Linked DNA regions of Mus musculus: all the other regions are linked to region 3. The links are chromatin contacts, called in public Hi-C and HiChIP or PLAC-seq maps. All regions are on one chromosome and are shown on one strand. The core of a region is the stretch at or near the end of the contact, and the rest is flanking DNA. Distances in the headings are between cores, read along the strand shown. Region 1 overlaps Mapkap1 (mitogen-activated protein kinase associated protein 1). Region 2 has its middle 41 kb from the start of C230014O12Rik. Region 3 holds the start of Pbx3 (pre B cell leukemia homeobox 3). Region 4 overlaps Pbx3 (pre B cell leukemia homeobox 3).

What was found. A called contact is a pair of places that touch in the nucleus more often than the background predicts. HiChIP or PLAC-seq counts read pairs in DNA pulled down with a chosen protein or histone mark.
Region 1: an HNF4G HiChIP or PLAC-seq map of pancreatic cancer cells shows a contact between it and region 3. The contact joins the enhancer-like site here to the promoter of Pbx3 in region 3. A contact is called at or near these places in 4 of 39 promoter capture datasets (embryonic stem cells, hippocampal neurons and liver), 2 of 484 Hi-C or Micro-C datasets (the N1E-115 cell line and gonadal supporting cells), 18 of 115 datasets of contacts at active chromatin or transcription factors (astrocytes, bone marrow-derived macrophages, cardiomyocytes and 11 more) and 2 of 9 other capture datasets (adipose tissue and embryonic tail).
Region 2: a contact with region 3 is called in a Hi-C map of liver, with 1.9 times the contacts expected there. The contact joins the enhancer-like site here to the promoter of Pbx3 in region 3. A contact is called at or near these places in 3 of 39 promoter capture datasets (the 3T3-L1 cell line and liver), 3 of 484 Hi-C or Micro-C datasets (liver, nephron progenitors and rod photoreceptor) and 5 of 115 datasets of contacts at active chromatin or transcription factors (embryonic forebrain, embryonic midbrain, embryonic stem cells and 1 more).
Region 4: a contact with region 3 is called in an H3K27ac HiChIP or PLAC-seq map of VIP interneurons, with 4 times the contacts expected there. The contact joins the enhancer-like site here to the promoter of Pbx3 in region 3. A contact is called at or near these places in 1 of 39 promoter capture datasets (hippocampal neurons), 1 of 484 Hi-C or Micro-C datasets (myocytes), 8 of 115 datasets of contacts at active chromatin or transcription factors (the SCID.adh cell line, VIP interneurons, embryonic forebrain and 5 more) and 1 of 9 other capture datasets (pancreatic islet).

What each region holds. Positions count from the first base shown.
Region 1 is chr2:34,606,784-34,613,617 of GRCm38.p6, reverse strand. The region is part of intron 10 of Mapkap1 (mitogen-activated protein kinase associated protein 1); the gene reads right to left. Among named protein-coding and RNA genes, the nearest start is that of Gm34372, 29 kb to the left of the region's middle. Within about 2 kb of position 3,902, at least 48 of the 459 cell types and tissues checked have an H3K27ac peak or open chromatin away from gene starts, as enhancers often do. A contact at or near this core is called in bone marrow-derived macrophages and pancreatic cancer cells, where this site is marked.
Region 2 is chr2:34,144,965-34,151,728 of GRCm38.p6, reverse strand. No RefSeq gene overlaps it. Among named protein-coding and RNA genes, the nearest start is that of C230014O12Rik, 41 kb to the right of the region's middle. Within about 2 kb of position 5,093, at least 6 of the 459 cell types and tissues checked have an H3K27ac peak or open chromatin away from gene starts, as enhancers often do. A contact at or near this core is called in liver, where this site is marked.
Region 3 is chr2:34,368,636-34,375,217 of GRCm38.p6, reverse strand. Pbx3 (pre B cell leukemia homeobox 3) reads left to right here and starts at 3,173. Exons shown (of 9, transcript NM_016768.2): 1 at 3,173-3,497; 2 at 4,321-4,394. The coding sequence starts at 3,298.
Region 4 is chr2:34,191,417-34,198,954 of GRCm38.p6, reverse strand. All of the region lies in intron 5 of Pbx3 (pre B cell leukemia homeobox 3), which reads left to right. Among named protein-coding and RNA genes, the nearest start is that of C230014O12Rik, 87 kb to the right of the region's middle. Within about 2 kb of position 5,569, at least 15 of the 459 cell types and tissues checked have an H3K27ac peak or open chromatin away from gene starts, as enhancers often do. A contact at or near this core is called in VIP interneurons and forebrain, where this site is marked.

The DNA of each region.
Region 1 (6,834 bases), core at 2,653-5,152, 240 kb before region 3:
CTATGTCTCAAATCTGTCCAAATGGCAGCAGTGACACCAGGTGTGAATCTGTCACCTCCCTCCTTAGTGCCCCTAATAATTTGTGTCCTGGTGCCAGCCTTCAACTCCAAAAAAATTTGAATATGGGTTTCAAATATTCAAGATCATAAATTCCAGTTCGCAAACCTTTTGGTTCCAGGAAGTTTTTACACTCTTTTTTTTTTTCTTTTCTTTTCTTTTCTTTTCTTTTCTTTTTTTTTTTTTTTTTTTTTTTTTTTTGTGACAGGGTTTCTCTGTGTAGCTCTGGCTGGCCTCGAACTCAGAAATTCACCTACCTTTGCCTCTCAGGTGCTGGGATCAAAGGCGTGCACCACCACGCCCGGCAAGTTTTTACACTCTTAAACATTACTTAGGAACCTGGAGTTTTAGCTTATTTTGATTACAGCTATTAATTTTTATTATGCTAGAAGCTAAAACTGGAAAACTTTAAATAAATTTATTCATTAAAAATATAAGCCCACAAGTTAACATAGGTATTTTTTTAATTGAAAAGCTCTTATATCACCCAAAGTTTACTAAACATGGTTTTAAAAAAACATTATTTTAGGGCTGGTGAGATGGCTCAGTGGTTAAGAGCACTGGCTGCTCTTCCAGAGGCCCTGAGTTCAATTCCCAGCAACCACATGGTGGCTCACAACTATCTGTAATGGGGTATAATGCCCTCTTCTGGTGTGTCAGTGACAGTGTACTTATATACATAAAAAATTATTTTACTTCTATTATTTAAATTATTTATATTGGGTGACATTAGGCCATTGTCATTTGAGTATATAATATGTTGCACATTGAACCAAGACCTCATGAATGTCAGGAGGGCACTCTACAGTGCATCTGACCTATGTATGGTTCAAGCAGCATAGTTCATTGATGCTCTTTGTAAAGATTCTCTTATGTTTACACCAATAAAGCCTCCAATATAGTGGCTTTGTTTTTTAAAGGTTCATCTATTTTTATTTATACGAGTACACTATAGCTGTTTTCACACACACCAGAAAAAGAGCATAGGATCCTATTACAGATGGTTGTGAGCTACCACGTGGTTGCTGGGAATTGAACTCAGGCCTGTGGATCCTCTCCTCTCTCCCTCTCCCCCTCTCCTCCCTCTCCCTCTCCTTTCCTTTCCCTTTTTCCCTTTCCCCTTTTCTTTTCCCTTTCCCTTTTTCCCTTTTTCCCTTCTTTCCTTTCCTTTCCTTTCCTTTCCTTTCCTTTCCTTTCCTTTCCTTTCCTTTCCTTTCCTTTCCTTTCCTTTCCTTAAAGCAGAATTGTAGTATATAATTGTATGTAAAATCTCATTAGTGAGCTTTCTGTACTGTTACATTAAAATCCACTGGTTGGAGGCCAGATGTGGTATATACCTCTAACTAGTCAGTGCTACACAGTAAGATCCTGTTTCAAACCAGCCAATCAATGAGCCAACCAAACAATAACAGAACCCCTCTTGGTTGGTCTTGGGCTTTGAATAAATCTTCTTCCTTGTCTTAAGAACAAACAAACAAACAAACCCACCCCTAAACGTTAGCACTCTTTAAAACTGGCACAATGTAATGGGTCCACTATGGGATCTTCATATGTAGTTAGATTTTGTTGACTTTCCCATGCTCCCATTGCCACCTGCTCCTGCTCCTCTCTGCCCCCCCACCCCATGGCCCTCTTTCTGCCTTCATGTCATGTGTTCCTCCCATATAATGTACTTTTTTCCCAGTATTTCCCCCTGCTCCTCCCTTAAGAGCCCATCAGTCCTTAAGTCTTGCTTTCTAGTTTCATGGCCTTCAGTCATGTCTTTGTGTGTATATACATATATAAAAATAAACCCAGAATTTGCATATGGGAGAGAATAAATGGAATGTCTGTTTGAGTGTGGCTTATTTGGTTTAATGTAATAATTACCATTTCCATCTCCTTTCCTATAAATGTCACAATTCCATTCTTTACAGCTGCATGAAATCCTACTGTGTATAGTCTATATTTCCTTTTTGGGTTCCCGTGCAATGGGCATCCTGGCTGTTGTGCACAGGTAAGTATGGGTGTACAGGTTCCTCTGGGGTATGCTGACAGAGAATTCTCTAGGTGTATGTCCACCTTGCCTGGGTTTATAACATCTCATCATTTGAAAAATATTGGTTCATTGTACTGTGTGGACTCCCAATACTGAAGCATGTTCCTTTACAGTATTATGGAAGTCATATTTTAGTACCACTGTGTTAGAAAATTCTTGAAACAGTGAGAAGCCAAGTTCTCAGAGACAGATACAAGTTTTCAAAAATTAGAATTCTGATCTGAGGCAGTTTGACTTTCATTACTGGGACAGACCTGGCAGCTTCTTTCTATCTAAACTAACAGGTTCACTTACTTGCTTTTAAGAAAATCAAGTAATTTGCCAAAGCTTCAGGGTTGGAGAATCAGTTTGTTAGTTGTTCCTTCAAATGAAAATATGTCCCATGGAATAAATGGCTAGTTCAGCTAGCAACTCAAAACAGCTGGACAAGTGCTTTTCCTTGGTGCAATGGCTGTCTCCAGGGACTTCAGGAAATGAACTAAGAATGGTGATAAAGTTGCCTAGAGAGCATAAGGCTCTGTGTTTAATCCCCAGTAACACAAAAAGAAACAACAACATCAAAACAAGTAATAGTTTAGGAGCACTTTGAATGATTCTCCTTGTGTTTACACTTTCTTTTTTTTTTTTTTTAAAGATTTATTTATTTATTATATGTAAGTACACTGTAGCTGTCTTCAGACGCACCAGAAGAGGGAGTCAGATCTCATTACGGATGGTTGTGAGCCACCATGTGGTTGCTGGGATTTGAACTCAGGACCTTTGGAAGAGCAGTCGGGTGCTCTTACCAGCTGAGCCATCTCACCAGCCCGTGTTTACACTTTCAATACTCCTTTCTATTTTAAGCATTAAAATCCCATATTATGTACTTTTTCTCCAGTAAGAGGAAATGAGAAGTTACACACTTAAAAAAAGTGTGCATGTGTATGTGTGTGTGCTTGTGTATATGTGTGTGTGCGCTTATGTGCGTCTATGTCCATACTTGATGTGGAGGCAGAGGATACCAGGTGCCTTGCTTGTTCACTGTCATATTCCCCTGAACCAGGGTCTCTCCATGGGTCTGGAGCTTGCCTCTATGGTGCAGGTGCACATGCAACCATCCACTCTTCCCCATAAGCCCTTTGCCTGCCTGGAAGGATTACTTTATCACGCTCCTATGTGGAAACTCGGAACAGCATGGTTTCCTCAAGTCCATACAAGGCTCCAAGCTTGGAACAAAACGGTTTTATACTTCTGTGCCTTGCCTTAGGCCCCACCCTCCCTTGGATTTTGGGGAGACTCATGGAGCCCAGACTGGCCTCTAATTCACTGTGTAGTCAAAGATGGCACTGAGTTCCTGCTCCTCCTGTCCCTGCCTTCTGGGTGCTGGTCCCCATACCTGAGTTACCACACTGGGCTGTCTCCTGCTTTCTCTACTTGTCAATTTGACTTTATTCTGTGATCAACTCCTGGCAGGTCTCCCCATCCTCCTCTTTATTATTTAACTACTTACTTTCTCTTCTGTGCTAACTTCCTGCATTTAACAAGATTTAGAGGAAAATCTAGGCACCCAAGCATGGTCGAAATTTGTTAGAAAATCACTCCCTAGAACAGTGGGTCTCAACCTTCCTAATGCTGTGGCCCTTTAATATAGCTCCTCACGTTGTAGTGATCCCTGACCATAACATTATTTTTGCTGCTACTTCATAACTATAATTTTGCTACTGTTATGAGTTGTAATATAAATATTTTTGAGGATAACGGTTTGCCAAAGGGGTGTGACTCACAGGCTGGGAACCGCTACACTAGGCTGAGTCACGAGACTTCCATGGGAAGTCCTTAGCTGAGTCAGTAGCACAAGCAGGACAGAACCTTTGTTCCTACTTCTGTGTAGCCCCAGGCCACTCACTTCCAGAATGAACTATTTGTCACCACAAGATAAAGTCCAACAAACCTAGGGCTCTATAGCATGTAGACACATCCCAGAGTTGCTACAAGTTAGGAGACATGTGGGAACTCACAGCACTTGCTTGATAGATGAAAGGGTCCCTTTGTCTTTATACTTTCATCTTTTGAGACAAATAAGCTTTTTCTATGAAGAACCAGAGGGCAGATATTTCAGGATTTGTGGAAAAATTAAAAATATATTATAGATACATCGGAACACAGAAAAATGTTTCACTTTTTTTCACAAAATTTAATATATAATAGTGAAGTACACTTGGCCAACTTTTAAGGGGATGTAGCAAGAAAGGATGAAGGTTTTCCCTTTGGGGAGATAATTCACCTAACTACCAGTTAAATTATTGTTCCCAACATGAATTCAAACCATCACCCTAAAAACTGTTTATCTCAGCCTGCCCTCCCACTGCCCACCCCAGCCCAAGGCCTTGCTCCCTCCCTCCAGTTGGCTCATTCTATGCAGGTGCCAGGCACGGGCAGCAGCTTGAGGCTTCTCCCCTGGGGAGAGCTGGGTTCTGCCTCGCGTTTTCTCTCCCCAGCCTTCAGCACTTCTTGCACTGGTTTGGTGGTGACAAACTTCACTTTCTGGCTGTCTGCAATGTCTTTAGTTTACTTTACCCTCAGCTGAGGACCACTTGGGAAAATGCAGACTCTGGGTAGATATTACTTCAGTGTGTTAGAGCCGCCACTTCTTTGTCTTTTGGCTGGCATTGGTTCTGACGGGATGTCGGCGATCATTCCTATCATGGTTCTTCGATGTGCACAGCCGCTTTCTTACGGTGCTTTCAAACTTTTCTCTTTATCACTGGGTCTCAGCAATTTGATTATGATGTGACTTGATGTAGTTTTCTTTGTATTTATCCTGCTTAGCCCTTGCTAGGCTTCCAAGGTTAGTAGTCTGATATTTTAAGTCAGATGCTGAGCAGCTCTTTGTTCCCTGAGACTGCAGCTACAGAGCTGCTGGAGAATATGCTGGGGCTGCTGGCTCTGCTCTCAGCACTGGCTGCAGTCTGAGCCATTTCTATTGCTGTCTTATGGCTCACTCACCATGGCAGGCGGACTCTGAACTATCCCCTGATGATGCTCTCGCCTGATTCTCATGGCTTTATGTAACCCCTTGCTGTTTATGAGATGGCCTTGTGGCTTGCTTCTAATAAACAGGAATACAGAATACTGTGGAGATGGCATTCTGAGTTAGCTCATAAGAGGCTAGGGTTCCTTGCTAGCATTCTCTTTAATGCAGCCCACCATCATCTAGTTAGTTTTTCTATTGTGATAGCCAGGTGACATAGAACTAAAAGCATTTCTGCCAGAGACCATTCAGTGAACTTAAAGCAGATTTTTTTTTGAAGTTTAGTTTTTTCTTTCTTTCTTTTTTTTTTTTTAGATTTATTTATTATTATATCTAAGTACACTGCAGCTAAGATGCACCAGAAGAGAGCATCAGATCTCATTACAGATGGTTGTGAGCCACCATGTGGTTGCTGGGATTTGAACTCAGGACCTTCGGAAGAACAGTCAGTGCTCTTAACCGCTGAGTTATCTCTTCAGCCTTAAAGAAGATTTTATGACATCCCTTTTCCCTTCCTTCTCTTCCTACTCCTGTTTTGGACAGAATCTTACAATGTAGCCCAGGGAGGCCTCAAATTTGACCTCCTGAGGGCTGAGACTTCCCACCTGACTGACACCCTGACTATAGCTTCAAAAAAGACCTGAGCCAGAAGATGTATCTGAGCTGTGCTGGGCTCCCTACCCACCCACCTAGAAAATAATAAATATAAGTGTGCCTTAAACCACACTTAACTTGTTATATGTTTAACTTGTTAATATGGTAATAGATAACCTGCACCCTAATAATTTCTCTTTATTTCTTTTAAGATTTATTTTATTTATATGAGTACACTGTAGCTGTTTCCAGACACACCAGAAGAGGGCATCAAATCCCATTACAGATGGTTGTGAGTCACCATGTGGTTGCTGGGAATTGAACTCAGGACCTTAGGAAGAGTAGTCAGTGCTCTTAATTGCTGAGCCATCTCTCTAGCCCCACCTAATAATTTCTTATCTTCCTTATTTCTTCCATTAATAAATTCAGACAATGAAAGTTTTGACAGAAGAATTACTTCTCAACTGGAGAATTTTCATTTGGTTCTTTTTCCTAGCTTACATTTCTTCTTTGGGAGTATAAATTTCTCTTCATTTTAAGTTTTTGAATGTATTTTTTAAAAAAATTTACCTTATTCTAAATTATGGGTGTGTATATCTGTCTTTGGGTATGCGCACCTGAGAGCAGGTGTCTGTAGAGGTCAGAGCCATCAGGTCCCCTGGGAGTAGGTAGCACTCCTGAAGGTTATCCACTTGTTGACATAGGCTCTGGGAATCTACTCAGGTTCTTTGTAAGAGCAGCAGGCTCTTAACTGCTGAGTCTGCTCTCTAACCCCTTTGAACAATTTCTTTTAAAAAAGATTTATTTATTTCAAGTATGTGGGCACACTGACACTGTTTTCAGTCACACCAGAAGAGGGCATCAAATCCCATTACAGATGGTTGTGAGTTGCTATGTGGTTGCTGGGAATTGAACTCAGGACCTCTGGAAGAGCAGTCAGCACTCTTAACCGCTGAGTCATCTTTCCCGACCTTTGGGCATATTTTTAAAGCTGTTTTCCTGCTTCCGTGCTTGTCTTCTGAGACAGGGTCTAGCTTAGATTGGTCCCAAACTTGTCATCTTCCTGCCCCAGCCTCCTGAGTACTGGGGTTACAGGCATGTGTCACCATGTCCAAATCTGTACACTCTGAGTGAC
Region 2 (6,764 bases), core at 3,844-6,343, 230 kb after region 3:
ACTTCTTCCCATGTCTCCTTTTCTCCTGTCCCATGGCCACAGCATGAACTAACCTTCTAGGAGACACCAGGCAAAGCTTTGCTCTCCAATGGCCAGTAGGCCTGCCTGGCCCACTCTGCCTGGGTCTCCCTGGAGCATTCCCCTCCCCACAACTCTCCCTCCGGCTGCTGTGGCTCCTGGCTGGCCTGCCCCTTCTCTGGATCCCTGGTTTCATGCTTCCTGTGATTGTTTTACTATTTTCCTCATGACAGTCCTTCTACCAGGCCGCAAGGCCAGGAGGCACAGGCTATAAGGCTGGTCATCCTATGCTAATGCTAGACCCTCTAGGAATGCTGTCTGCAGCCCTTTTGTGTGCAGTGCCCTGTGTTGTTTCTAACACCCTCCCAAGCCTGCATCATCCCTGCCCCTGTGACAACCAGTCACCTCCCCCATCTGGGTTTTACATATTTTCCTCAGGAGTCCATAAACTGTTGACAAGTAGCCCTTGATGCACGTGACCCAGAATGGCTCACTCACTGTTGTTTTTTTTGGTGTCATCCCTTAAGAGGAAGAGGTATTGGGTGGCTTGGCCAATGGCCAAAATGGGGTCCAGGCCCTCAAAGGTCATAGGAGATGGGAGCTTGGAAATGGTGCTGTTTGTGTTCTGCCTCTGCTCTCCCTCCTGGGTGCAGACCTCCCTCACCCCCACCCATCTGCAGCTCTTCAGATACCCTGAGCTGGCTCTGGGCTTCTGTCTGGCTCTGCCACTTAGCCTGGTGGCCTTGGGCAAGGTGCCGCACCTCCTGAGTCGCAGTTTCCTCTGTAAAATGGGCATAGTATATTATTCACCTTCCCAAGGAACTCAGGACAGGAGCCAGCACAGAGGAGGTGTTTCGTGGGCTACTAGTCCTGAGTCAGCTGGAAGGGGTGGGGGCGATGTCTAGGCTGGGCTGTGGAATGTGCCTCCTGGTCATTCTCCTTGGGAAAGCTTGCCTACTTGAGGCTTGAGGTGGGGCTCCTTTTCCATTGGTATTGTTGCTCTGCAGCAACAGGGTGTGACCTTGTGGTAGGACAGTCCTGCATGTGGCCAAATGGCAGGTGTTAGTCTTTACAATGTTCTAGGTTAGTAAGTAAGTGCAGTCACTCTCCTGAAAGACCCCTGAATATTTGGCTTCTAGAGAATTCTTTGGGGTTTAGAGTTCTTTTAATTTTTTTTTTTTAATCCCCTAAACTTTCCCATCAAAAGCTGCTTTTCAGGTCTGTGCTAGAACAAAAGTGTCATCTTCAGGAATCTGCTGGGGAGGGGACAGCTGGCATGCGGTTTAAGGCCTGGCACCCAGAGCTGCTTTTGGGACCCCTGGATACCTCTGCCCTCTAAGGGCCCCTCCAGTTCCAGTTGAAAAGGAAGCAGCTCTCTGCTCCCCGCCAGAGACCTGAATGAGAATTTTAATGAGGGTTTATTTTTAATAAAGGTTAATAAAGTTTAATTAAATTAAATTAATAAAGTCTAATATTTGCCAAGCCGTGCGTCAGGCCTGGATGTGCTGAGGATTAAGTTATGTGTTTGTGCTCCGGGGTTGGGAGTATGGTGATGGAGGAGAGATGCTGGAGTGGGCTGGGGAAACAGGCTGTGTGCTGGAGCTGAGGTTTGACCCTGTGGCTATCTCACTGATGGACAGGGTGCAGGAGAGATGGCTAGTGCTGACCCAGCTCCTAAGACCCACAGGTACTCCGTGCACTGAGCCTGCCTGAGCCTTATACAGGTCATTCATTCAGTTTCCCCCTTTCTTCTGCAGCCCCAGGGATGACCTGCGCTTGCTTGGCAGAGGAGGAGACCAAGCAAGGGACCACATCCCTAAGCATGCTGGTCCTCCCTCCTCACCCTTCCTGGTTCAGTGGTATCCTTCCCCCAGGGTGGGGATGGAGATGAGAGAGGCCTCTGCCTTTTGGTGCTTAGCATAGCACAAGGAGGGGGATTGCTGATATCTTCCTACCTTTGAGACAAAGAAACAGCTTCAGAGAGCTGGACTCACTGGGTCTAAGGCCAGAGGCAAGACAAGTAGGTACCACCAGTGGCCTCTCCCAGCTGGTGGGGTGAGACTGGTGTGTCCCCCACTAGTTGAGGGGCTCTACTGAGCCATTCACTGCACTCCCTGAGGCCAGGCCTTCCCTCAATGTCTCCATCTTGGAAGTGGGCACGGAAACCTTGCAGAAGGATACAGCCAGATGCCATGTGTGCTGTCTAGAACAGAGCAGCCTAGCTCCAAATGCCAGCCTCTCCAGCATCTTCTGAGGCAGAAATGAGACCTGTGATGGCTGACCAGTCCTACAAAAAGGAGCTAAGCAGAGAATAGGAGCTTAGCAGATTCCGGGAAGCCTTCAGGGTGACGTGGGTTCTGTGCAAGCTCCACCAGGTGAAGAAGGGGTGGGAGGGGGAGCGTGGGAGTGGATGTGATGGAGGAGGGACCTGCAGGACCACAGAATGAAGGGCAGGGCAAGGCAGGGCTGGGGAAAAATAGCTGAGATGCTGCTGAGCTGAGAGGATTGGGCCTGGAATGGGAGCCCCAAAGCTTCCGGACAAGGGATCGGGGTTTTCTCCACATACCATGCAGGAAGGTGAGCAAGCCTGGGAACCAAAGATGCACCAGGAAGGACAGCTGTCTCTGACAGATGCTGGTCCCCAGATCTGGGAACAAATGTCTCATATTAGGACGTAGAGCCTACAACCTGGGGCCTGTACTAGTTGCCCAAATTGGCTGCTCAGATTGCATGGCTTTCTCTAGGGACCCAGACAACAGCTCTCAAAGGGAGGGAGGATTTGATTGGTTTCACTTTATAGATAAGGAAACGGAGGTCAGAATGCTACAGTGGCTCCTCTAGAGCAAGGCTCCTTTTGAACTTCTGTACCACAATCTCTTTACAGCTGAGGAACGTAACATGATCCTCGGTATAAAGGAACTTAAGGGAGGTATGTGACTCTCGCATCTATCACCAACAAGTCACAGAGAGGTTTATTTTAAAAACAATTCCTTGGTATAAATATAATTTTATCACTTATTAAAGTTCTATTAAACATAAATTTGCATTGTAATGAGATGCACATGCCTGTTTATGTTTGCCATGAAGAATTAAATGTTGGCTGAAGATCTGACACTGCAGGAAAAGCAGTATGTTCAACGGTTTTCAAAGCTGATCAATACTTTGATTTGATCATCGTCGGTGCTGAGAACATAACTTTGCATAAGCACATAGCATGAACGTGTCAGAAGTACGTTTAGGGCTGTTTCAGTAATTGTGGGAAATCCTGTCCTGTTCCTGAGCCAAAAATCAATAGGCAGTTTTGTAAATAGGAAAGTTAAAGAGTGTTTAAAAATCAAACATCCTAACACAGTACAGTCCAAAGATGTCAGCTGACACATGCTGAGGAACGAAGGTAGAAAGTATTAAGAGTCATTGTTTTCCTTAATTAAACCATTCCACTTCTGTGAGAAAACTTTAGACAGCAGAAACACTGCAGATCATACCATTCGAGAGCCTCTAGGGTCAGCGAGCTGGCTCAGAAGGTAAGTTTGATCACCAGATCCCATATGGTAGAAGGAGAAAATGGGCTCCTTCAGGTGGCCCTCTGACCTGCACATGCACACCCTGACCCTCTCACCCACCCACCTCCAAATATAAGTAAATGAATGTTATGAAAAAGTAGATGCAATAGTCAGTCTTGAGTCCAAGTCAAGAGAGTGATGCTTTTGTGTTTCGCGCTATGGCGGTGTGTTGGTGAGTTCAGAACAAGGCTGCATTGAAGTCTTGGGAAACGACACAGGTGAGCACTGCCAAAGATGCCTCCATTTTCCTACATGTCTGACCTCTGTCTACTCAGACACCTTTCAGCGTCATTATATCCCCATCTTCACAGCCAGTTCCTTGGGTCCTATGGAGTTCAGCAGCCAGACTTTAGAACCTGAATCACACTGTAAGGGAATGGGAGGTCTGGAGGTGCCTGCCCGGGCCTCCTCGGCTGGCTGCTGTCCCCTTGGGTGAAAGGCTCAGGCAACAGGGCCAGCTGGCGCCCAGTGCCCAGGGCAGACGTACGTCCCTTGAGGGTCTCTGGCGCCGGCTTGGTGGGCAGCCCCTCCCTGAGCCTGCATGAAAGATGGCAAAGCATTATTAACAAAGGCATTGATTTTCCTATCTCTGCTTTATGTATTTTATTAGCCAAACACTCTACCGTGTAACCACTCAGCGCCACGCCGGCTGGCGATGAATCTGAAATGCCGGGGCACGTAAAAGGGAATTGACCGCATTGCTTATGCGCCAACGACGAGAATAACAGCAAAAGTGTAATAAAATGAATAGCACCCAGCAATGGCCATAAAAGAAATATGACCCAGGGGACTGCGGGATTTCCTGGGCTGCAAAATAGCTGTGTGAGGGGTCGAGGTCCTGGCATTATCATGTCTGTGGCTCTGCTCCTTGCCAAGGACTCTCAGTGCCAGCCACTGGCTTCCTCCCCAGTCATAGTAGCTGAGTTGGACACTGCCAAGACCTTTTTCATTTGAAGTGTAGGGGACCCAGATCCTAGACTAGAGAGCTGGAATTAAGTCCAAGAGCCCAAGTTTTGCAACTTCTGAAGCTTGCTGGTGCTGACTGAACCTACCTCTGCCTAGGGACTGGGGCAGAGCAGGTCTAGGACACAAGGCTGAAATCACCAGGAACAGATAGCAGCATTTTAATTCATTACGATTAGAGAAGAAAGGCTTCACATGACTGACTGAGCCCTGAATCATTGCTTCCGATGCAGGGGGATGGCTGAGATGACCTCCTCTGTGGAACTGCAGGCCTGAGGCCGGTCAGCAGGACCCTCCATCCTTTGGGTCCCATGCTGGCTCCCTTAAGTCGTAGCTATTGGCCATGCTAAATGACCAGCAAGGCCTTTGGGAAAAAGGAAAAGATGAGGGAGACTCTGTACATAGATTTGCCTGTCTCTGGGGGCTCTAAATTGTGTGACAACTGGTGGTGACAGAGGCAGTGTCACACTCCTGGGGACCTCTCAGGGTAGAGACATAGGCCCATTGATTGCTCCAAAAAGATTGCAGCAGGGTAGATGTCCCTTTCCTTGGCCTTCTTCCAGCAGCCCAAGAGCAAACACCCACCTACAGGGTGAGGCCTTGGCTGGGAGCTGTGTCAGAGAAGATGCCCAATACCTGAATAAGTTCAGAGAGAAGGCCCCAAGGCCACACAGGGAAGGTTGTATCCTCCCTTCCTCAACTGGCTCTCAGTCACCAGTAGGCCTCAGAGAACAAAAAACAAAAGTCACGGGCTTCTCCTGCAGAGTCAGCCATCAGAAAGAGGCTCCTTTCTCCAGGAGAGGCCATACCTTGGACTGACCTGGGGGCACCACACTCAGGCTCTTGCTTTCAGTGAGCCTGCTGTGCTTGGGCTCCACAGTGCCTCTGACATCACTGGGCCAATGATGGAAAGGGAGGCTTGGGGTTTGACCCTAAGGGATTCCCCGGCTAGTGGGGAAGGAAGGGGCTGGCATTAGAGCCAAACACACACTCACTATGGTGGCTTTAGTGATTAGAGGTATGTATGCACACGGCCAGACCTCTGGGGCTGGGCAGAACAACCCACAAGGCTTCCTGAAGGAAGAGGCAGAAACTTCAAATGTGACTTGACAGGTCTCATAGACAAGCGAGGCAGAGAGAAAAGGAGGGCTTGGACTTAAGGCACAGCACTGTAAGCCTAGTAAAATACGTGTGAAACAGGAGGGGTCACCAACGCTGCTCTGCACAGGCCACAGGGCCACAGGCCACAGGGCCACAGGGCCACAGGGCCACAGGGTCACAGGCCACAGGGCCACAGAGCCACAGGGCCACAGAGCCACAGGCCACAGGCCACAGGCCACAGGGCCACAGGGCCACAGGGCCACAGGGCCACAGGGCCACAGAGCCACAGAGCCACAGGGCCACGGGGCCACAGGGTCACAGGCCACAGGGCCACAGGCCACAGGGCCACAGGGCCACAGAGCCACAGGGCCACAGGACCATATTCTGAGGCTTGGCCTTCCTCTGAACACCAAGCTCACCCAGGCAAGGTTCAGTGGCTTCTCTTGCTGTTCTGGGAATGGAACCTAGGGCCGTCTGTGCACATGTGGGGGGAGGGCTCAGCCATTGAGCCACACCCTGGCCCTTCTTTTCTCTTTATTTTATGACTTCATTTTCCCCTCTTAAAGGTGGCTTCTGTTTCCTGATGCCCCCTGCGCTGAGGAGCACACAGCCACACTAGCACTCTCGGCTGTGGGGGGAGAGCGGCTTACTTATTACCCTCCAACTACCGCAGAACCACCTGATTGTTTACATTTCTCTTGCTTACGTAATTGTGTTTGGCCTTAGCATGTAAATTGGGCCATAATTACTGTATAATTCATAGTTTTTATATCTTATAACAAGTTAGTGTCTAAATCACACACCCCCATGTAAATACTTTAAAATTATTCAGTAATTACTTATTTACATTATAATTAAAAATAAGCAATTAGCATACATTTACAAAGGATTTACATACTTATTTCTGAAAATCAGTTCTTGGCAACACCAGGGAAATCTTTGGCTGATCATAAAACGGAAATGGGAAGGGTTAGCTTCTCCAGGTGGGGAGGGGAGCGTGGTTATGAGGTCACCCAACCTCTCCACTGATGGGATGAGAAGGGGTTCCCAGGTAGGGAACCCAGAACTGTTCCACAGACCTTGTGTTGGGCTTTCAGGGAGAGGAATTAAATCCCTCCT
Region 3 (6,582 bases), core at 1,924-4,423:
GTAGCTCAGTGGTTAAGAATCATGGTTGCTCTTCCAAAAGACCCTGGTTTGATTCTCAGGATCTACATGCCATATTAAAGCTGCCTGTAACTCCAGTCCCAAGGGAATCTGCCACCCTCTTCTGTCCTCCATGGACACCTGGCTCACAGATGGTCTAACAGATGTACATGTAGACAAAACACCTATACACATAAAAAATAAAAAATATCTTTACAAAATACACTTTATCTCGACCGCAATTGCCAGTGAGCCTGTGAAGGAAACCCTGCTAGGACCTACTGGCTTTTCTCACTTATCATCATCATAATAATAACCAAATGGGAAGCCTCCTAAGCTAAAGGTCTGTCTGATCTCACTGCAGAAATATCAGGATTCCATTCCTCCAAATGACCACAGATTTAGAGGTGTGTGCCGTAACCTAGCTGCAGATGTCAAGCATTTAACAAGTTTGTTTTATTCCTAATTGCTGGCATTTGCTTAAGTGCTTCCTTAATTCTAATTTATGTTTTTATGTTCTACTTTGTTTACATAGCCCATAGTTCCCAATTGTCTTTATTTGCTTAAGTGTTTCTTTAATTTTATTTACATTTTTATATACGTTGCTTTGCTTACATAACTCATTGTTTGGAGCAGGCTAGGAATAACCATAAATCCCCATTGCTAATTAGCCTCATCCTCATGACTGATTAGTCAAGATTATGAGCCTAGAAGGAGGGCAGGAAGGAGGCCTAATAGTGACTCACAGGATCATTGAATTTCAGAGCTGGAAGGAATCTTAGAGCTTGCAGCATCTTTCAGATAAAATTCTGCGAATTTTACATCTCCCTTGCTCTCTCATTCCTTTATACCAAAAAAAAAAAAAAAAAAAAAAGCACGAAAGGATTTGGTGACAGTTTGAAAAACAAGTTTAGAGTAGAGAAAATCCAATCAATGATGGCTGTAACTCATAATGAGTACTTGAAGAATCAGCAACTTGACACACACAAGAGCAGAGAATATTAATGAACTCAAAGGAGGCTCTTTGGACTTAAGCAAGGTAGATTGTCTGGAACTCCTTCCCCAGCAGCTGTGCAGTTGGTAAGCCTTGTAGCTTGCCTGGCCTGTGAGTTTGGCTGTTAGCTTTGCAGTGGGGAGTATTTAAAATCACACTCAACATACGAAGGAAAGAACCTGGAACTGAGTAGCCTGCTTTATTCCAAGACTCCATCTGGCATTTAAAGAACTGCTTGTCCTACATTCAACCCTGCAGAGTAACAGCCATTTTTCATCTCCTCACACCTCTATTTTTAGTTTCAGGTAAGATCGCTTATTGAGTCTGAGAAAGGAACGTTTAGAGGTAAGAGCCACCAGTTAAACACTTAACCTAGGGTCATCTCCATGGGTTTAAAATGAGATCATGTTGAATCCTCAGCCTGAGAGATGAGGACAAGATCAGCCTCAAGACTCCACCGGAGGTGTAGGTGCGGATTCCAACACCGTTTAAGTCTTTAGTCTCTCTTGGGCAGAAGTATAATGGATGAAGAGGTGTTACAGGTATGTAAATCTGTTAGGTGAAGTTGACTACAGCCGAAGGGGTCAATTTGTCAGTCCAGTCCATTTCTAAACAAACTTGTCTGTAAGACTATTGTCTCGCTCTCCGCAGGTTCCGCACACCTGCCAGGGTAGTCCCCGGATCTCCAGGACTCGTCGAGTGTGCAAAGCGCAGTTAGCTTAGAAAATAGTCCTGGATTTCACTCTCTCCAGGTGACATGTTTCTGTGACCTTTCCATTTGCTAGCTTTTCAGAGAAGAGCTCTGTCCATGCGAAACCACAGGCTCCCATTCTAACTGGTCACTCCTTGAGGGACAGACAGCGCAAGGCCCTACTGCCAGCGCTAACTCCTTGTGCTGAGTTCGGGTTACCATAGCGACCGTGGGACGGGCAGGGCTTTTAGACCCTTTTCCCGGTCTCAGCCCAGGACTTTCGAACGCTCCAATTGGGACAACCCTTTCTTGGCTCTGTCCCGCCTCGTTCGGCGCTGAGCGCAATGCGATTGGCCCTGTGCTTGAGGCCTTGTGCCCAGAGGGTACCACCTCTTGATATGAAGAGCGGGAAAGTATCCCAGGCACTGTCCGAGGCGTGAAGCTCATCTCATGCAATGGGGGACCACGCTGTCGGCTACGGGTACACTTTATTCGGTCCTATATAACACCTCTAAGTCCCCAACTGCTAATAATAGGGAAGGAGCAGGATCCGGGGACAACACTTTGCTGGCTGGACTGACCGACCATCTGTGGAGTGCCGGCGCGAGTAGCCCATAAGGCTCCCGGGCTGGCTCTCAGGCACCCCACAGCAGAGGCCAGAGGGGACGGGCTGCGTTCTAGGGGCGGGGCCAGTGGCGGCGGCGGGAGGCGCAAAGCCCAATGAGAGAAGGCTCCGCCTCCGGAGGCGGGGCATCCGGGGCGCTCCCCCGCCCTTCAGCTCTCCCTGCCCCTCCCCCCGCGGGCGCCGGGGCCGCAGTGAGTGAGTGGCACTGGCAGCCTGTCAATCCCTCAGCCGAGCGGCCTTCGAGCCCGGTCCACAGCGGCTGCTGACTGGGTGCGCGGCACCGGAGGTGGCGGCGGCGAGTTCTCCCGCCTCATCAATCTGCTGTCCGCCCGGCGTGCGGCCCGCCGGGGCCCTCCACCGGGCTCCGTGTCCCCGCCGCGCCGGCCCGCCCGCTCCCAAACTTTCCTCCTCCGCCCCTCTCGCTCCCCGCGGCCCGCCCGTCGGCCTCCTTCTCCTCCTCCTCCGCAGCCCGCCGCCGCCGCCGCCGCTCCCTCCCTCGGGGCCGCCGGTGCTCCGATCCCGCCCGGTTGAGGCGGCGGCGGCGGCGGCAGGCGGCTGAGGGAGGGGACCGTTCTGGCTGGCGCGGGCGGCGGCGGCCGCGGCGTCCCGGCAACTCGGCTGGCGCTGAGGACCAAGTTGTGCGGGGCCGCCCGGCGCGGCGAGGGGCGCTGAGGAGGCAGCGCGGCGGCCGCGTGAGGGCAGCGGGCACCACCGCCTCCGCCTCCGCCGGCGAGCGCGCCGCTTCCGCCCGCCGCTGTCCTCAGTCTCCTCCGCGGCGGAAGCCGGAGCCGGACGCCGGTCCGCGTCCCCTCAGTCGCGGGCCGCGCCGGGCCAGGCCGCCCCCTCCCGCGCGGGCGGGGAGCGCGCGGCCGCCTCCCCCTCCCCCTCCCCCTCTTTCTTCTCCTCCCTCGCCGCCGCCGCCGCTGCCGCCGCCGCCGCCTCAGCCTTCGCCTCCGCCGCCGCCGCCCGCTCCCGCCCGCGCGCGGCGGGATGGACGATCAATCCAGGATGCTGCAGACTCTGGCCGGGGTGAACCTGGCCGGCCACTCGGTCCAGGGGGGTATGGCTCTGCCGCCTCCCCCTCACGGCCACGAAGGGGCGGACGGCGACGGCAGGAAGCAGGACATCGGCGACATCCTCCACCAGATCATGACCATCACCGACCAGAGCTTGGACGAGGCGCAAGCAAAGTTGGTGTCGTCTCATTAAGCATCTTTTGTGTGTGTACGGGAGCCGGGCTCGGGTCCCGGCTGGCTCCCGGGACCCGGGCCTCAGTTGCGGGCGGGAACTTTCTCCGCCCGCCGGGCACTTGCTGTGTCCCCCATCGCGCGGGCAAAGTTGCTCGCCGGGCTCGGGACAAACTCGATCATTGCTTCGTCCGTGCCCTGCTGCCCGCCCCCCTCCCCAGATTTAAACCTCCCGCTCGGACCCCAGCGCGCTCCGCGTCCCAGCCGGGTCCGTGGCCGCACCGCAGGGAAGTGCAACTTTCTCCGCCTGCCCAGACTCCGGGCACCCACTCCCCTCGGCCCAGTCCGGGGTGACCGGCTGCTTCCCCGCACAACCCTGTGCGGGAGCGCCAAGTTCTCTAGAGGGAGGGCCGCTTGGCAAACTTTGCGGAGCTGTCACCCGCTGATTATTAGCCGCCCGCTGGCCGCTGCGCCCGCTCCTCTTGTGGAGCTTGGGCGTTGGGGTTCCCTCCGCTCCGGTCTGGTCCCTTGGGTCCCGCCGCGGCCCCCGGAGCGGAGCCTCATGCACGGGTCACTCCTGTGTACGCCGAGGCTTCTGTCGAGCCAGCAGATGGGTCACGCTGCTATCGGGCTGGAGCTCTCAGCCGCTAGAGCTTGCCGCCAGTTGCGAACTAGTAAACTTGAGTTTTTGTTGACTTCCCGTGGTTCAAAGGAGCTTTTCCAAACTGGGGGCCGGTTTTAAATCTTGGGTCTAACTTAAAGGAAGGCGCCATATTATTCCAATAGGTGATGCTAATACCTTTGTGTTTTGCTATTTGTTTTTTAGGAAACATGCTCTGAACTGTCACAGAATGAAACCGGCGCTCTTCAGCGTCTTGTGTGAGATCAAAGAGAAAACAGGTAAGACTCTGCTGCTCACAGTGGGCCTGGAGACCCCCGAGGTGGGGTCAGATCTACTCCTTCGACTCTCCAGTTGAGAGCTGCTGCTTTTGGGCACCGCCATCTTTGATCATTCTTTGCTTCCCACCTCCTGATCTTGAGAAAAAAAAAACAAACCTGCAATAAATCTGGAGTCTATTTCTCAATTCTGCTTTGGTACTAAATGAAGTGTATATGAGAATGGAGCTGGGTCGCAGTTCCCTAGGAGGTAGTCCCTGGTTTCAGTCGGGGAGGGGGCTCTAGCTAGTTGCCCTCTCCTATCTCTTTTTGCCTGTGTAGCATTTTTTAAAAGGAGCGGTGGGAGACTGGATGCCAGGGACCGGTTCCCCTGGAGAGGCGTCACTAGAACTTTGTTTTACTTAGACAGTTTTAAGCTTCGGTTCTACTGGTAGAAGTCACAACCGAACACACCTCAGTAATACCCTGGACTTGGTGCTTTAGGTGGGAAGATTTTTAGGAATCCAGGAAGGAAAATCATGTGCTTAGGCATATACAATGTATCATGCCTATTAGTACTTCTATTATAGCCTCCGTCTTACAACTGCTACACTTGTAAAACTGAGCTTCAATGTATAAAGAAAGATGTCCACAGATCCTGATGAAACAAACATTCTGAAGTTCAGGGCAGGAGTAGGATAGGTTTGCAGAAGTGCTAGAATGAAAATTGCTGATACAGAGTAGGGAAAATTTTTGACAGTTCCTTATAGTTTAACTTTCTTGTCAGACTTTTTCTATTTAAGGTATTTTTACTCTTGACTTAAGGGTAAAGCTAAAGTGCATATATATACATATGTTTTACATGTTTTAGTTTGTGTTTAGTTATCTTTCCTGTATATGGTTAAAAAAAAAAACAACCCTCCATCAGTCAAGCTTTACCATTGATTGATTTATTTGTGGTTGTATGTGTTGGGTTGTATTGCTTTTTAAAGTTGCCCCTTTGTAAATTGAGGCAAAGAAGAAAAACAATCAAGTCCAGTATATTGCATTTTCCAACTAAGGCTGTTTTAATGTTTCAATGTTTGGCTGTCTTTGAGTTGATTTTACAAATAATAATATACTGCCTAGGACTGTTAGGCAGGAAGTTAAGTTATACTCTATTTAAACAGGTACTATTCATATTCCTAAAAGTAAGCCAGGGAAGATGATGGTTTATTGCTTTCTCTTAATGTATGTATGCTAAACCAGAGTTATTAGTAAATATTGAGAGCTTAAAGAAATAACCTTATTTGCTTTTCATTCATGCCATGATTTTTTTTAATGATTGTTTTTTGTTTTTTGGTGATACACTTTACATTTTGAAAACCAAGTCGTTTTAAATTATTGACTTATTATATATTGATTTTAACCACCTTTTGAGCACCTTATGATTTAAGATGTTAGATGATTTTAATCTAACTATAAAGATGTCCAGCATTGAACCTTGAAGGCTTTAATTTGGGTGAATAAAAGTATATACTCTTAGGACATTTATGTTGCTTAATTTCTAAGGGTTTTCTTGCTATCAGGGCTCCACTCCAGTTCGTGCTGACAGCTAAGCACTGGAATATTGACTGTGTTGTGAATATTAAGATTGATTCAATTTTATATGGCACTATATTACTAAAGAGAGGGAATTGATGCTCTTCTCTAGCAAGAACACCCTTCTTTATGATTTGTATTTATTTTCTGTCCCTTTATAGTTTTGGTCTAACCACACAGAACTACACAGCATTTCATGTTTGAACACTTATCAGCAGGAGAAATTCAATTAAGAAGTGTTAGTCTTCCAGTTGCTTATTTGCACAGGACTTAGTTACACCATTCTGAAAGGAAAGCGTAGTCAACGACATGTCAAAGGTGAGTTAGGAAAAGAAACAAGTCTTTTCAGAGTCTGGGATTATGGTCAGAGAGAGCTTTGGTAGGGCTATTGCTATTTAACAACCAGGAGAGAGCAGACAAAAGAAATTTCTGTGTTTTGAAAATTGTTTCTTGGGCTTTCAGTGATAACTTGTAAATTAGATCCTCTTTTTGTGCGTTGACCTGCGACCTAAGTTTGCAGGTTATCTTTTTTATAAAAAGCCAGCAGCCGACAGTGAAGGCGGCTGTCTGGGCAGAGGCATCCTCTTGCCTGCCTCTCTGAGCTCGAGAGGGATGGGATTTAAGTACTGAG
Region 4 (7,538 bases), core at 4,320-6,819, 180 kb after region 3:
TTGTGACTATTGAGAAGGGTGTTGTTTCACACCTAACTTTTTTTTTAACCATATGTTTGTTTCTGTGTGTGAGGGGGCATGGGTATGCAGTGTGCACTGGCACATGCAGAGTCAGTTCTTTCTCTGACGTAGGTTCCACAAACCAAACTCAGGTTGTCAACCATGGTATCAAGTTCCTTTACCCACTGAACTGTTTGATGATTCATACCGGGCTTTTCTGCCTCTTGTCTTTATTTGAAATTAAGTCTTCCTATCTTGCCTAGGCCTCACTCAAACCTGTGGGTACAATGGTCCCCGTGTTTCCATCTACCTAGTAGTTGGGTCTATGGACATTCTCCCTCACACCTGGCTGCACCACTTATTTTCTACAGTTTGTTTTGAAAGTTTTGAGAAAAGGGTGAAGACCCAGAAATAATATAGACAGAGATACTCATCTGTCTTAAGACATGCTTCCTAATCTTGTCCCATCTAGCAGAGACTTTCAGCAGTCATGTATCCATTTAAATTATGACAGCTTTCTGAATTCACCTACTTCCTGTCTAAAAAATTAACCTCCCATGAAAATCCCTCTTTCTATATCTCTGAAGTGGATGAAATGGTTATTCGGTTAAACACATTAATTTCTATCGTTATAGTTTTTAGTTCAAGTTCATGAGAAATGGAAGCAAATAATTTAAATGTTTTCATTTTATATGGGTGTTTGCCTGCATGTATGTCTGTGTATCATGTACATGCATGACCAGAAGAGGCCATCATATTCCCTAGAAACTAGAATTACAGACAGACCATGTAGGTGATGAGCGTCAAACCTGGTTCCTCTGGAAGAACAACTAGTGCTCTTAACCACTGAACACTAAGGTGTCTCTAGACCTTAACAAAGAATTTTTGTTTCAGCTCTGACAGATCATCTGTTCTGAAAAGAGAACAATGTGCTCTAAAGTAGAAATTATACTGAAAAACAGTTAAATTTAGACATCAGAGATTATATAAATCTACCTTAAAATACTAAAAACATAAGAATAACAATACAGTTTGTTGTTGTTGTTGCTGTTGTTTGTTTGTTTTTCGAGAGTTTCTCTGTGTATTCCTGGTTGTCCTGGAACTTGCACTGTAGACCAGGCTCGCCTCAAACTCACAGAGATCTGCCTATCTCTTGCCTCTGAAGTGTTGGGAGTAAAGGCTTGAGTCACCACACCTATCCTAACAATATAATTTTTGATCATGCATATAAAACTGAAATTTTATTACTTCAAATATTTTAATACTTTTTTTTTTTGGTTTGGTTTGGTTGGGTTTTTTTGGGTTTTTTTTTTTTTTTTTTTCCGAGACAGGGTTTCTATGTATAGCCCTGGCTGTCCTGGAACCAAATATTTTAATACTTAAGAATAATAGGAGCCAGGCATGGCAACCCACATGTGCAATCACATTATACGAGGAATTCCTGTAACTTAGTAAAGAAGAAGCAGTGCAATCTCCACGTCTGCCCAGAGACGACCAATTTAAAAAGTGGGGAAAAGACCTCAGTGATGCCATAAAGTATCCAAGGGTCAGTCAGATGAAAGCATCCCCGTTCTCAGCAGCTATCTGGGGAGTGTAGTTGAAAAACTACAGAGAAGCAACATTTTACACTTCATAGACTGGCAAAAAGTCAACTCAACCATGCCCAGGGTTCTAAGCCTGTGTGCAGCAGCAGTGGGGGTGGGGGTGGGGGCTGTTTCCTGCCAGGGGTCAGGTCATTGTATTCATGTAAGAAATGCCCAGGTCAGTCAACCCACAGTTTCACATCTATATGAAAATGCCCTGGAAATCCTCTCACCTAAAAGGTATATTGAAGCAGTGCAAGAGTATTGTTGGTAACACTACACTATCTGAAAATTTAAAGTACAGTTGTCCACTTTCCTAAAAAGATGAATAAACAGTGGATTCCCATAATGGCACACCTTACAGCCATGGAAGGATGGATTTTAGTGTATGTTAATTCCAGCGTGGCCTAGAAATATCACATCAAGTGAAAATGCAAATTGCAGATCATACATAGTGCATGGCCATCCTCAGTGACGTCAGGGGTAGAGACACATGGTCAAATACAACAAGGAGACTGACCAAAGGAAGAGTGAGAAGAGGGGTCAGGAAGGAATGTCCAAAGCATTTCAGCAGGATTAATGCATGTTTGCATTTGAACTGTGAGTTTACAGGGACTGACTTAAGTATCATTCATTGTAAACCTACAATGTTAAGAAAACTAGGTTTGATGGTGTACACTCCTAGTCCTAGCACTCAAGAAGCAGAGACAGGTGGATCTCTCTGTGTTAGAGGCCAGCGTGGTCTACACAGTAGGAATCTTTATCAGTGTTCAATTGGTTCTTAGCCTTACCTAATAGAAATATGTATGGATATTTGCCACAAGATTCATAGTAGAATATCTGTGGCAGTGGTAGTCCTACAGCCAAGACAGTGCGAATGTCTGGAATGGTGTGATTTATTTATGCATAACTGAATTCGGCACTAAAAATTCACTATAGCTCTGTGTATCTCCATAATGCTACAGACTCATAATTCCATTTGTAACAGACTCAGAAACAGGCCATGTTACCCTTAGGTGCTGGAAGTGAGGGCGGCAGTTGCCTTTGAGGGAGTAATGAGTAACTGGGGAAGGACTTCCGTTTTGAGTGTAGGGTTCCTGGCTGTGTTCATGTTATCAAAATCCATCATGCTCCATACCTAGAATGTGTGCTTCTTTCTCTATGAGTATTTTTCACATCACCCAAGTTAACATGCATTATGACAACAAACCTGCTCTTGAGATTACATAAGATTTTGTGGGAAAATATAACAAGAGGTAAATGAAGGAAGGATAGCAAGTTAGAAAATGATAGATGCTATGGAGAAAAATTAAGGAGGGAGAACATGGGTTTAGGAGATGTTCTGCTTACTAGGTGAAGGAAAGAAAAGAACTTGGTAGAGTTGGAGACATGGACACTATATGTTCAGTTGGTGAGGAACTCTTTAGCAGAGGACATAGCAGGGGAAACCTCAGGTGGAAGCAGCCTGCTTAAAGGAAGCTACTAAAGAGGCCACGTGTCCAGATGGCTGCTGGGCAGTGGGGAAGGCTGCAGCTTTTACACCAAGTCAGGTGATAAGCAGGAGCAACAGAATTACCTGTGTTCTAACAGGATTGCCATGGTGACTGATTGAAAACAGATCATGGGGGTGAGGAGAAGCTGACACCAGCCGTAGCAATGCAGGCAGAAGATGATAGTGGCTTAGGCCGGGGTGTCAGTGCAGAGGTGATGAACTGGTCTGGATTCACTGTGAAAGTACAGACAACAGGGCTTCTGACAGGAGGTGAGAGGAAGTCAGTATGGATGACATTTTATCCTGAGAATCTCGGGTATAGAGTTGTTGTTAAGAACAATAGGGAAAGATTTAGGAGAGACGTTTCAGAGAAAAAAGTAAGAATTTCTTCTTGAACATATTAAGTGTCTGTGCTGTAGCTCTCAAAGCTCATATGTAAAAACATAAGTGGGTAGGAGAGTGGAGATGAAAGCCATAGCAGCCTGCCATTAATACATGGTAGCCTGCTGTAAATGCAAGTCCTCAGTGGAGAATTCAGCTGGACCAGAATCAAGTCTCTGTTCTGAGGCTCAGTTCAACTGAGAAGCTGAAGTTCCCTTTCACACAGTAACCTGAAGAGTCTCAAAGCTGTTATTGCAAATTTCACGTGCACCGAGACTCATACTTAAGTTGTCACATTTTCTTAATTAGTAGAGCGGATATTAATATTCTTTTACTTTTGGAGTAGAGCTAACTTGCATGGATTATTCAAGTTTCTAAGACACAAAGTCTCCATTGTTCTCCTGATTCTGATTTTGAACCTATCTTTTCAGTTAGGTGTTTTTAGAATGAAAAATGTTAACTTATACGTCACTGCTGCCATACTGAAAAGTACTGTAATGAAAAAATTGATTTTTTTAAAGCAGAAGAGAACCAGAAATAGTAGAAGTTAAGTGACATTAGATTCATTTCTTCATTCATGTTCTTAACCAACATTCCAAAGCCTTTAAAGTTGGTGCACAGGACCTGTCTGTTAACAGTCCAGCACAAACAACATTGACCTGTTCCTTCCAGATAAGGAATCTAAGGTTCAGAGAATGATTTGACAAGGACTATTTCAGGCCTTTGTGAGTAGTGGAACTGGGGTAGAGACGCTCAATACAGAGAAAGAAAGTGGATTGTTACTTTTTTTCCCTGCCACTGGCAGTATGGTTCCTGTATCCCAGGCGTCCAGGCAGGAGTCTGGCTGGTGTGTACAGACTAGGCTCTCGGGAGGGCTGCATCCTTCCCCTAAGCTGCTGTGAAGAAGCTGGGCTAGTTAGTAGTCTGAGGTCTCTTACTCATTAAACTACTTACTCCAAAGCAGTGAATATTGAGTAAGCTAATTAAAATTTGTAAGTAAGATTTCCTTATTAAAAAAATCTATTAAAAACAAGAAGAAGCCCGTTAAAGTAATTATTAAAGCAGGGGAGAAAAAAGATGACTATCAAATTACCATATCTGTTTCAGCTGTCCATAAAGGCCTTTTCAGTTGCTTTGGCAGCAGACACCAGCAGAAATGGTTTGCGGCTGTAAGTGTACCATAGATAGACCAGAAACAGCTTGGAGGAAAATGGCTGCTATTGTGTTATAGAGGTTCTTTCACACTGTTTTAAAAGGTGACAGACCTTCTATTCTAAAAGCTCCTATTTTGTATCCTCGTGGAGATGAAGCTGTCATTAAACAATGTATAATAAAAGAGTCAGGTGTAAAAATATGAGAGTGCTTTGAGTGGGCAGTAACACCTAGTGCAGACCAGGAACACCTACTTGATCTGGGAAAGGGGTGCCGACCATGGGGCAGTGCTTAGCCTGCTCTTAGGCCCGATCCAGGAATGTCAAGTGTGCATGTTTCAGCCTGGGCTTTTCTGATGGAATCTCTACCACTCCTTTTGTGATTCTCAGATCTAAGAACAGGGGGACTTAATCTATTCCCATGGTAGACCTAAGTGGTTTTGAATGTCCCTATCCTAAAGGAAGTCCCCATCTGAATGTGGGACTTTCAGCTTTCCCTCCTTTACTGTACCCAGCCCCTTTCTTCTGTGTAAATGTGTATTCCCTCCAGTCCCTTTGCATCCTGTCTCTCATCACTGCATCTCACCTTTCTAGTGCCTCACTTCTGTGAGGCTTGTCAGGGCAGTAGGCTAATCTGCAAGTCAGGGTCCCAGCAGAAAACAGATGGCATGCTCAAAATAGAAAAATGTGAGACAATTTTAATAAAGTGACTATTTATAAAACTGTGGGCAGAGTGTAGGGAAACAACGGACAATGTTGGCAGTTGGTTCTGTTGCCTTTGCCGCCTCTTCACTGCGAGAGATTCAGGAAGAGTTGCCAGAACCTCAGGAGGATGTTACAGGAGAAACCTGTAACGAGCTGAGAAGAGGCAGGGTGCCAGGGGAGTAGATACCATGGCCTCCTTTTCCTCTTTCTCTCATCTCTTTCCAGCCTGCAGCAATTGGCAAGCCCGAGGCAGAGGGCAGCCTCAGGGCCCACAGCAGGGTGGAGAGCAAGGGGAAGGAGTGATTAGAAAATAGATGGTGTAGCCCAAGGGCAAAGAGCCAGATCAGTGCAGGATGCATGCCCAGACCCCCTGGCTTTTCTCTCTATAATTCTGTGATGCTCCCTCCTGGAAGCCTTCTCCAAAGGTGCCCTTGACTGCCTTTTTCTTTCCTATTGGCTGCTTTTCTGTCCTAACTCACCTATCAGCTCTGCCTACACATAATGTGATGAGATGCTTACTTACCTCCTGCTGATAGCACCAGGAAGGGCCCTGTAGAAAGATATGTAGAACCTGGAGATGTTTGGGTAAGATGTCCACAGAGGGAAACTAGCAAGGAAAGGCTTTCTAAGCAAAGAAAAATCCATCAGCTGAAGGCTGGTCTGTCAGGTAGCCACAGCTAGTTTTATCCTGCATAATGTTCTAGGAATCAAGGTGGCTGACTCCAAAGTCTCAGACCAGCCTGGACTCTAATCTTTCCTGTTTTGTTATCTTTGTGATCTTGAGTGAGTCTTTGTACCTCTACCTGCTTTGCTCATAGGTAAGATTGGGCTAGAAATAGGTTTATGGGTGCCTCCGTGAGAAAATATGTGAAAACCACCTATAAGTAATTGTCAGAGTCAGAAAGTGTTAAGTAGCAAGTATGTTTGTGTTTCTCTGTGGAGGTCTCTACCCACAAGAACCATGGAAAACGGTGTGCTAATTTCTGCTCCTACAGAGCTAGCTTTCCTTGATAGCCAGTTTATGCCCTCCCTTGCAGATTCTCATAGCTCCCTTTTCCTCCACAGCTCTTAGCATAATTCTAAGGGTTGAACTATTGAGTACTGTTCACTTGGAGATGGTAAACTTCATGTTGGATAGAAGTGGTTGCCCTATACAGTGCTATATTCTTAATGCCTAACAGCATCCAACCCAGGCATGAAACATTTGCTGAGTAAGTGGCTTAAGATGATAGGTATTAGAAAGTCAAAATAGAGCCTGCCTGGGGAGGGCCTACACTTATGATGAGGCAGAGTGGTTTAGATATCTTACTTGTGTCTGTTAACCTAATAGCATCCAACTAGCAACTTCATAGTCATTGGGCAGTGTTATATCATGAATGCCTTAGGGATCCTGCCTTTATGGAGCTAACATTCTAATCAGGAAAAGAGAGCTACATATATGTCCATATATGCACACATGCAAGAACACATATGTGGTATGAACCATATTAATATAGTTCATATAATTGTTATATGAGCAATTGTATAAGATATTATATAACATAATTATAATTATATTATTATATATTATATAATTATATTATAATTATTAGGCTATATATATATATAATCTTACATAATATTAAGTGCTATCCCATAGAATAAGGAGAGGTATTCTGAAGAGATGCATGATTAGATTTGTGAAAAATAATTCTAGCACCAACACTGCATATCAATTTAAATGTAATAAATGAATGCTTTGCAAATCTTATGGCAGATTCCAAGCCCCAAATTTATGAAGAGCTGTAGTTTCCACACAGAATAAATAAATAGTAATCCATGCTAAATAGTCAAAACTAAGGTATTCAGAGCGAAAATAAGAGTGTGCTATAGAAGCAACACTTATACTGTCCACTAGCTTAACTGAATAATAAAGTTGTGACACAGAGGATCAACATCATCAAAGAGATGAATTTAAAGCAAATGTCAGCTGAGAATTCCTTACCTGCCAAAGTGCCTTTTGATATAAGTCAAATAAAGATGTTTTTATGAAAAATTGAAAGAATTTGTCTGACTGTATCTTTAAAAATATGTATATGTTTCTCTCTCTATGTGAGTGAGTGAGTGTGTGTGTGTGTGTGTGTGTGTGTGTGTGTGTGTGTGTGTGTATGTGCGCACGCGCGCGCAAATCTTCATAGAGAAGTAAAATATTTGAGACAGCATGGAAGCTGTAGAATATGGTAAGCA